2 separate regions of the Mus musculus genome follow, and region 1 is linked to region 2. Evidence: chromatin contacts called from public Hi-C data. All regions are on one chromosome and are shown on one strand. The core of a region is the stretch at or near the end of the contact, and the rest is flanking DNA. Distances in the headings are between cores, read along the strand shown.

Evidence for each region. Hi-C and Micro-C count contacts between places; a contact is called where the count stands out from the background.
Region 1: a Hi-C map of cerebral cortex shows a contact between it and region 2, with 3 times the contacts expected there. The contact joins two enhancer-like sites. A contact is called at or near these places in 2 of 484 Hi-C or Micro-C datasets (cerebral cortex and cortical neurons) and 1 of 9 other capture datasets (embryonic stem cells).

What each region holds. Positions count from the first base shown.
Region 1 is chr16:12,112,969-12,118,072 of GRCm38.p6, forward strand. The region is part of intron 2 of Shisa9 (shisa family member 9); the gene reads left to right. Among named protein-coding and RNA genes, the nearest start is that of Shisa9, 130 kb to the left of the region's middle. Within about 2 kb of position 2,468, at least 24 of the 459 cell types and tissues checked have an H3K27ac peak or open chromatin away from gene starts, as enhancers often do. A contact at or near this core is called in cerebral cortex and cortical neurons, where this site is marked.
Region 2 is chr16:11,687,308-11,692,767 of GRCm38.p6, forward strand. The region is part of intron 18 of Snx29 (sorting nexin 29); the gene reads left to right. Among named protein-coding and RNA genes, the nearest start is that of 4833415N18Rik, 90 kb to the right of the region's middle. Within about 2 kb of position 3,649, at least 44 of the 459 cell types and tissues checked have an H3K27ac peak or open chromatin away from gene starts, as enhancers often do. A contact at or near this core is called in cerebral cortex and cortical neurons, where this site is marked.

The DNA.
Region 1 (5,104 bases), core at 1,218-3,717, 420 kb after region 2:
CAGTCATGGCACGAGGGAAGGGAGTCAGGAGGACACATCAGCACCTGGAAGACCTTGGCCACGAGTGGCTTGGAATGGTCTTGCCTGGGGAGAGAGCAGGAGTTTCCCTGTAGCTCTTGTCCACGTTGGGCGCAGGCCTGCCCTTTGTCTCTGAGTCTTTGCATCTGTCCTACCCAGAGAGAACTTTGATATTTTTCAATTTCGTCTTATTTTGTTTCATTGGTGGTGCATTTCATCACTCCGAAGCATACCTTGATGACTGCCACTTCCATATGTCTCTGAGCAGGTCTGAGCCTTGAGCACATGTGGTAAATGTTGTAGGTCTTAGGATGAGTGTTCAAGCAGGACAAAGTCATGGGAACTGGCTGTGGGATCTAACCCCAGTGTGCAAGCACTGGGCACTGACATCTACAGACTTACTGGACAAGATCTCAGAGAGCCCAGATCAATAGGCCGATGGGTCCGTACTGGCAGACCTCAGGTTTGAATATGGCTCCTCAGCTCTCTAGGTGAGTTACATATGTAGTTAGCGCCTCCTTTTTGCCTTCTCTTCATCCGTTCTGGTAAGGGCCACAAATCTATCAGCATCTCTCCACATGAACTTGCCTCCTTCAATCTGTTCCCTGGCATGAGGCCAATGTGATCGTCCTGAGAGGTAAGTCTGATCAAATGGTTGCTCTCCTAGGCAGATGCCCCGAGTGGCTTGTGCCCCGAGTGGCTTGCCCAGTCTTCAGGGTAGAGCCTGACATCTGTCATACGGCTAGGACCCCATGTTCACTTTGTGGACTGCTCCTGCTATAGCCCGCCTCCACCGAGATTTTGGTGGAGACCCTCTTGCCGTTGACTCGGCTCAGGAGTCCTGTTCTCACCTTCCACCCTCTGCTATCCTCTACTGATCTCTCCCTAACTTCATATCTCATGCAGACATCACCCCTTCAAACCCATGGACACTGGCATTTCCTGTGCAGACTGATATCGTCTTTTTAACTTCTTCAACACAGTGCCGTTCCAGATTAGCTGGGGGTAAGGCCAGTATTCTGGAGGAATCCAGTGGCTGTAGGATTCAACACGGGAGCTCTGAGGGCTAGAACCCTGAGTCCAGACTGAACTCATGGGAGCCTCACATGTGTTCATGCTTTTACCTCCCTGTGCCTCAGCTCCCCTGCCTGTGGTACCTACCATTGAAAGCTGCTTTCACTTTCCTACACTTTGGTTTCTCTATCTGTGCAACAGGCCGACCACACTCTCTGTAGAGATACAATGTTGCATGTGTAATATGCCACGCACCATTGTGCCTTCTGCATCGGAGATGCTTGGGAAAATACTGCTTGTGGGGAAAGGGAGAGTCTCGCTCACTGGTTACAGCACTGGCTAATCAAGCTGAAGGATTGGAGTTCTGATTCCCAGAACCGAGCTGGTGGAGGGGCCATCTCTTTCCCATTGCCTTGCCATCTTTAAGGAAAGTTTCCCAGGAGAGAACTCACATAAGGACAGTCAGCCTACTTACATGCTGCTCTGGGTCGTGGTGATAGTCTCCTTAAAGCACAAGGCTCATATGAACTTTTGGCCAGCCAGAGCAGGCTGATTCCCATCTGGGGACTGGGGCTTGGTGACTTTCCTCATCCTCTCTGTGTCCCACTGGAAGTTATGCAAGTAATTCTGGCAGATAGCCCAAGTTCTAACAAATATTGTGACTGGGCCATTGAGAAACCTAGCTTCCAGAATGACTCACAGTGGCAAAAGGCTCTTGTGTGTGTGTGTGTGTGTGTGTGCGCGCACACACACACACACACACACACACACACACACACACACACGCACACGCATGTGAATTTCACTGTTGAAGTGTGATCTTACAAGGCAGGGTGCAATGTCTGTAAGATCTGCTCCACCACCCTTTCTCTCTTGCAACCTACTCCATAATGAGGGCATCAGGAGGTGGGGTCTGTGGCAAATGATAAAGCCACAATGTTGAGATAGCAGGTGCTCCCTTTAAGAAGAGAGGTCCTTTGTGTTATGTGAAGTTACTGTGAGGAGACAGGGTCTATAAGGAAGGGGCCTGGATGAACACAATCTGCCTGTGTTTTGGGCTTCAACTTTCCAGCATCCACAACAGTGAGAAGAAAGTTTCTGTGGCTTACAAGCCCCTGGCACATGGCACTTTGGCACAGCAGCTTGAATGAACTAAGAGAGAGGGTGTCACTGAGAAATCCTACCATCTGGGATCTTCCTTTTTATAGTATGGTTTTAGTCATTTTTCCTTAAAGAAAAAAGTGTGTGCTTGCATGTGCATGCATGTGCATAAAAAATGGCCAGAGGTGGCTCCCTCCTTCCTTCTTCTGGTCCTCCCGCCTGCCCCACGACTGTCCCTGTTGCCTTGTCCCTGTCTCTGAAGGTCTCCTCACAGATCTTTCTTTCTTCCCAGCTTCTCCTCTCCCAGCACCCAGTCTCCCTGAGTTGGTACAGAAGCGCTGGTTACCTAGGAAACCACCACAGTGGGAACACATGCGATTGGTCAGATTGGGGCCTGACTCTGGGTTGATGGGCAGATTTTCGGGGTGATTCTCTCTTGTCTGCAGTATCTTCTGGGGGAGGGGCAATCTCAGGAATATGTCAGAGAAGTGGACTCGCCCTGGTAGGCTGGGCTTCTCCGCTGGGGAAGGCTTCCTGTCCTACTATGGATTTAGTTGCCTAAGGAGGCCAGGAGCATGGATTTCTACTGCACTAGGAGGCTGGGGAGTGAATGCAGGGTACTGCAATCCTCATGGCTAACACTGGCTAACACCTAGAGAGCAAAGAGCTGCCACTTTTTGTTATCAGTTAGCAAAACTGGACACAGGTGTTGTTTCTCTTCCTAGTCTACAGATGAGGAGAGGGAGGCTCAGGGGAATAAGTGAACTTGTAAATAAACAAGGTTTCCTGTTGTGGGGGCTTGGTAGCCCAGGCTGGCCTTGAATTGGAAATCCCCCTAATTTAGCCTTCTCTGCTAAATTACAGGTGTGTGCTACCTTGATCAGTCTTCGCTGATTCCTGGGGCTCTGGTGGAGGCCCCAGAGGGGGTGGGCCAGATAGTGTTCCGTGTCCCTTCAGCTCAGTCCTCCCTTAACCTTGATCCTTGTCTTTCTGGAGCAACCACTATTCGTTTCACGGAGCTCTTAAGTTCCTGGGAATGGAAGTGAAACCCCTGCTTACTCTTTATTTGAGAATGACAAGGAGGGGATGGGGTGTGTGGCTCAGTGGAAAGGCTCTTGCTTGGCATGCACAAGACTCTGGGTTTGACTCCAAGCATCACAGAAGAAGAAGAATTGGAGAAGTAGCAAGGGAAGAATAAGAGACAAGGACACACAGAGAGTGAGAGACAGATGGCAAATGTTTCTGCAGACGGGTAGATGGCAGTTACACAGCAGTGTGAGTATGCTCACTGACATCACAGCAATTAGAGATATTAAAGATGGCTAAGTTTTATGTTATCTCACCACCACCACCACCACCACCACCACCACCACCACCACCACCACCACCACCATCATGGTGTGTGTGTGTGTGTGTGTGTGTGTGTGTGTGTGTGTGTGTGTATGTGCATGTCCCTTTGTCTTAGTGAATATGTCCAGATGTCAGAGCTAAAGGCTGATTGCCTTTCTGCCTGTCTTTCTACTTTAGTTCTCATGATCTGAAATGTTCATTTCTCACCAGGAGCTCACTGTTTAGGTCTCTGCTAGACTGGCAGGCCAGCAAGGCCCTGGTTCTCCCTGTCTCCACTCTTAACCTGCCACTGGGTTTACAGGCATGATCACACCAAGCTTTTGGCATGGGCTCTGGGTGGTCTGAGCTCTGGTCCTCATGATTGTGTAGGAAAAACTTTACCCACAAGGCCATCTCCTCAGTTACAAGTTAACAGATAACTCAGGATCAGATGTGCAACCAACTGAGCTTTGTGCACCTCTGATTCTGTACCTTGCCTTTCCAATGTGAAGGATACTAATTAGCTGACAGGGACTTTGGGAGCCTTTGTAGATGCCAACAGGCCTCCGGCAACATGCAAACCTAGGCTATTTCATTACACCTCTTATGTCAGAAACAGCATAGCTTTTAACTTCCCCTCACAGGCAAAGTCTTGGAGGCTCAGGGGGAGTGTGGATTCTGGAGGATACCCAGCCATGTAGGTGGTGCAGCCCTACTTTGAATGTAGCCAGACTCTCTGATGCTCAGGGCTCTGTCCATCAGGGCTGGGATGCAGAAGAGAGATTCCTGCTTCTCCAAAGCACATAGGAGTTGACAGTCCCTTATTCCTAGCTCCAGGTCAGTTCTCTCTGCAGGCTCCAGTGTCTATCAGTCTCTTGGTGGACCAGTAACTTGAACCATCTCCCCTGTGCCTGGCCCACATCACAAACAGCTGCAGGTAAGCTTGCCGGATCACCGCTAATGCAGAGCAGTACTGCCATCATGGCTTCTGGAGACGGGGTAGCAGCTTGCAGGTGGTGTGTGGTGATAGTAGTGATGCTAGAACTTTCCAGGCTCGGGTCGAATATAGACTTTCATTCATGTTATGCCAGTTACGTCACAGCCCTTCCTGCTTCATTTGTACACCACAGCCATACGCTGCTCCTCACCAGTCTCTCTCCTCTTCCTTCCCTCAACCCCAGATTCACACACTGACCCTCCCCTCCTCCCCTCAGATGAGCAGGGCTCCCGGGGACATTAATCAAACATGGCAAAAACAAGCAACAATGAAACATATACCATCACATCAAGGCTGAACGTGGCAACCCAGCAGAAGGGATAGGTTCCCACAAGCAGGCAAACAAGTCAGGGACAGCCCCCCACCCCTTGCTCCCACTGTTAGGAATCTCACAAGAACACCAAGCTACTTGCCATCAGATAAATACAGAGAACCTAGGTCAGATCTATACATGTTCCCTGATATCTACCACGTTCTCTCTGAGCAACTAAGAGTTCCAGTTGTGTTCTTGTGATATCCCTGACCCTTCTGGTTTCTTTGATCCTCCCCCCTCCCCCCACACACACATTTATAATTTTGATCTTTCCATTCATCTAAAAGCTGGAGCTGGATGTGCATGCGCATCCATCTAGAGACAGAGATCAA
Region 2 (5,460 bases), core at 2,399-4,898:
ACTGAGAATACTGGGAACACTGAGAATACTGGGAATACTGGGAACACTGAGAATACTGAGAATACTGGGAACACTGAGAATACTGGGAATACTGGGAACACTGGGAATACTGGGAATACTGGGAACACTGAGAATACTGGGAATACTGAGAATACTGGGAATACTGAGAATACTGGGAATACTGGGAACACTGAGAATACTGAGAATACTGGGAACACTGAGAATACTGGGAATAGTGAGAATACTGAAAACACTGAGAATACTGGGAATACTGGGAACACTGAGAATACTGGGAATACTGAGAATACTGAGAATACTGGGAACACTGAGAATACTGGGAATACTGAGAATACTGGGAATACTGGGAATACTGAGAATACTGGGAATACTGGGAACACTGAGAATACTGGGAATACTGGGAATACTGAGAATACTGGGAACACTGAGAATACTGAAAACACTGAGAATACTGAGAGAGAATACTGAGAATACCAAGAATACTGGGAATACTGAGAATACTGAGAATACTGAGAACACTGAGAATACTGGGAACACTGAGAATACTGGGAATACTGGGAACACTGAGAATACTGAGAATACTGGGAATACTAAGAATACTGACAATACTGAGGAGGATCCTGAGAATCCTGGCCCCTGTTGCAAAGAACCTAGGGTCAGTTTCTGTCTCTCCTTGGCCCCCAGTCATCTTCTGGTTGTCTCCTTCTTCTGATATCCACAGGTACCACACACACACACACACACACACACACACACACACACACACACACAGGCAAAACACTCAGACACATAACATAAAGTAAACAAATCTCTCCTTAAAAGTAAAAAGAGAAAGTAATGTGTAGAGGGGGCACTGGAGTCTACATAGATGATTCTCCTGCCTCAGGTTTAATTGGAGTTATACATCCTACAGAAAGTCTTCGGATAGGAGGGATGGGCAGAGAAAATGCCCCTTTGGCTTCCTTGTCTTTTCTGCAAATAGTTCTAAATCCCAGAGCTGATAAGGAGGAGTTGCTCGACACCCCACTCCTGCCTCAGTTGTTTTTAACTCTTTCCTCAACTACTTGGACCTGAGTTTGGTCTGTGCCTCAGGGCCTCTGCCTCCTGCATGCCTTGCTTGCTCTGTCCTTTGCCTCATTCCTGGGACCTTGGCTCTGGTTGTCCTTACAGCCACTTTCCATACTGGTCCCCGTGCCCTGTACCACTTGATGAAGGCTGAATGGAAAGTCCCCCTGATGGTGTTATTTCATGCTCTTTGACATGCTAGAGAACAAGTGTTTGAGCCCTGGATTCAAATGCTTTGACTTCAGCCCATCCAATCAACTTCCGGATGGTCTTGGGCAACCTGTTTGACCTCTCTGAACCTCAGTTTCCTTTCCTTTCAAGTAGAGACAATAATGGAGGTCATAAGATAATAGAGCTTGCTGACCAGATCCCTGCAGCACAGCAAACATTAGGCAGCTGCTTTCGTTTTTCTGTTTGACTAAAGTAGGAAGTAGAAACACTTGGGCTTTGGGGACAGCTACTAGTGGTACTCTGATTTTAGAGCAGGGTATCTGGTGACCTGGAATTAGGTGTGGTCCAGGCCTAGGAGAGAGGAGAGATTCATCCTTTCTCTTAATCCTGCTTCAGGGCCAGGGAAGTATGCCAAGAGATGACCCCACTCCAGTAGAACCTTCTGGCGATGCCCACAGTGCCAGTTCCTTTTATAACAGCCCCGGGGTGCCTGGTAGTGATGGTGCACACCTTTAATCCCAGCACTTGAGAGGCAGAGGCAGAGGCAGGTAGATCTCTGTGAGTTTAAGGCTAGCCTGATCTACAGAGTGAGTTCCAGAATAGCAGAGCTACCAAGAGAAACCCTGTCTCAAAAAAACAAAACAAAACAAATCAACAAAACAAAACAAAAACCCACCACCACCAATAAAGAAAACCAAAAAAAACCCAAACAGCTGATGGGGCAATTGGATTTTCTCTGCCACCTGCACCTGGCTGACCAGCACAATTACAGACAGGCCTGGCAGACTCCCAGATGCAGTGCTGTGGGGCTTTCATGCTTGTTTATGGTGAAGAGAAGTGGGATGTCTCTCTCCCACATTTGGAAGTCAATGTGGGGTAGTACCTGGAAGGAGCCGGCTGGTACTCTCCAAGGTAGAGAACCGAAGGTCTTGGCAAGAGCACGCTTCAACCAGGCATGTGTTCCTTAACATCTCAAACTGTTGTCTTTCCAGTTTAAAAAATTGCCCCACTTGCTAGAAAGGTAGCAATGGGATAGTCAAACCTTTACATTGAACAGCACCTTGACTCCAGGCCTTCTTGCAGTGCCCTTGGGAGCCTCCTTGAGCAGAGGTTATGTGCAAGGTCCCAAGGACATGGCAGAGGGATCTGGTCACTGCCTTGGCCACCACATCCTTACCAGCACTGTTACCCTCCTCTGAAGCTCATTGGTTCAGAACCCAGCACAGTCATGAATATTTCTCCTTTAACTGACAGGTACTTCTCCATTTGGGAGGAGCAGGATCTGGGCAGTCTGTCTAGATTGCTTAGGCTTTGAGTCTCTGTAACAATGATAGTGTGTCTTTGAGCTTCTGCAGTCATCCACTATCTTCAGCTCCCTGAACAGAGCACAGTGTGCCACCTTCAATGAAGACACTAAGTGCCAATCCCTCTGCCCTCTAGGCCTATGCAAGTTGGGCTGACAGACTGAATTACACCTGGTTGGTCATTGGGGTTGGAGTTAGCATCAGCCTTGCTCACGGGGTGGCAGCTACAATCAGTTGGCAGCTGGCATGAGGTGCTCAGCTACGGCCCCTCTTGGTCCCAATAGTTTTATTTTAGTGAAGCAGATGTAACTCCACTAATCTTCCAGAGCGGCTGAACTGCCTCCTTGGCACTGCCCAAGAGTGCTGCCGTACTGTGCTAGGAGCCACGCTGGCACAGGCTTTCATGGAGAGCTCACAGACAGGCATTTCTATTCTAGGAAAGAGAAAGAAATAAACAGAGGAACACAGTGCTGTTTTTAGTGCAAGGAGTCAGCAGCTGCTTGGAGAGGGGATGGTGCGTGACATTTCCATGAGCAAGGTGTGCCTTGGTGGAGGTGGTGCGAGCACCTGGCCACTTTCCTTGCCGGATGCCTTTTCAGGAGTTGTCACCATTGCTCAGACAGGCCTTCGTCCTTCTGACTGCTCACAGGACACACCAGGCTCAGGACTCAGGGTGGCCGAGCAGCTTCTCTGAGCCCTGTTTTTCCTTGGAAGGATTGTAGACTGCAGCCAACAATTTGCTACTTTGTGAGTTCTTTTGTCTCCCACCCTTCTCCACCTTTTCCCCACCCTTTCAACCCTTAATACTTGATAGAGAGAAAAAAAATAGAGAGACAGGGGGGCAACATTATTATTAGACTACTTCCTGTGACTAGGAACTTAGAGTTCCTTGAGGCAAGTTTGATATTGGCTGTCCAATTTTCTTCTTCTTTGTGAATGACTATTTAACAAACCACAACTAACAACAACCAACCAACAATCGACAACCAACAACCCATCCCGCCTCTCCAGAGCCCTAACATTTATTTATATACCCTCTGAAAAGTCATAGTTGCAAAAACCATCTGCTGCTGGCAAAATCGCTCCCCTGGGAGAACACTAGGCAAGGCATAGCTGCTGTGGACAGTCTGAGTCAGCCCCATACCCACGGCAGAGAGTAAAACAAAACACATTCTTATTTCTGTGGGTTGTTTTTTCTTTTTCCTAAAGAAACCAGAATTATCACTATAGCAGACAGGCAATCCCTGCCCACAGGAATGTTATCATTCTGATACCCTGTCTGTCTCCTGACCTTAGCTAAGGCTCTTGCTTCTCTACCTCTTGCTTTCTCTGTCTTTGACTATGAGGGGCAGGACAGGATTTATCCGCATCCCACTTGGGCCTGACAACTGAATATATTAGAGGAAGCTGTTAGCCTTGAGGGTCTGGACCTGTCATGAGTCTAAGCTAGAATGCAAATGGGCAGATAGTAAGTTCAGCAAAACTGTGTATGCTAGATGTGGTGGCACACGCCTTTAATCCCAGCACTTGGGAGGCAGAGGCAGGTGGATCACTGTGAGTTCGAAACAAGTCTGGTCTACATAGAAAGTTTCAGGCCAGGCATTCAAAATAAGTCACTGTCTCAATAAAACAAAACAAAATCCCCAACAGACAAACAAACAAGACCATGTGTTTATTGAACCCCTATATTGCTTCAACATAGCCAAAACAAGTATTTCTTCCTTCCTCGTACTGTTTTCCTGCTCTCCTGCTTACATGTCTGCCTCCACTCTCTCACACATTTACTCTTTTACCTCCTCAGAGCGGTCACAGGGTGCCACATCTGTGCTCAGTGCCAGGATGGAGCAGATGGTCTGAGTCCCTGTACTCTTTCTCCTGTCTGATGGCGAGAGGATCTGTACTCAGGCTATCAAGAGGCAGGCCATACATCGTCAGTGTGTGGAGAGGACCCTGGGACCACAAGCTGCATAGCAGCTTATGCCTGGTGTTTGTACGGAAGACAGTCTCTAGCCACAAATCTGAAATACTAGGCAAAGAGAGCAAGGGGCAAGGGAGGGGCAGTCAGTGTGCAGGGACTGTATTGTCGGTTGTTGATCTGCTCTTTTCACCCATGTGACGCTGGTGCCTCCCAGAGACAGCACTTCAACTGACACCATCCAGAACTGACTAAAAGCACCCCTTTTCTGTGTTCAGAGCAAGCCCAGAGACATACTTGCTGCCAGCACGTACACGTTGGTATGATAGATAGGCCTTCTCCCATCTGGGGGCACACCTTCCTGGGAGCCTTGCTGGGCTTCCTTGGAGCTGTACAAGCTCTGCCTTTGAGCTCAGCCCACCCACTGTCAGGTCCAGTCCTGCTCTTTGTGTTTCTCATTCCTTGGTGGTGGCATCCAGAGGGCCTGAGACTGAACCAGTTGTCTGACCCTGCCAGAGGGGTCAGACAGTGAGGGAGGAGAGCCTTGGAGGCTTGGATCTGCTCGCTTCTTCCTTTCCCCCTTTGGATAGGTGGCTTCAGGATAGTGACTGCTGATGCTTGCACCCCCACAGCATTCTATAGACCCTTGCATCCTTCCATCTCCACAGTGTGTTCACCTGACTTAAACCTACCTGGAGCTCTGCACTCATTCCTCTGCTTTGTTTTCTTCTTCTTGGTCCCAGCCATTCCTCTTTCACTTTGGCCTCTCTGCTCCCATCTATAAACGCCTCTCTCTCTGGCAGGCCTTGGCTTCTCGGAATCATCTGAGGCTCAGTACCTTTGAGATGGATTTTGAGCCTGGCAAACAAAGGAATGAATGAAAAAATGAAAAGGAGAGGGGGGATGGGGAAGGGGGAGAAAGTACTTACCTCATTAGGAAGGAGCTTTGTCTGGTGACCCTGAGCGAGCCACTTCACCTGATGAAAG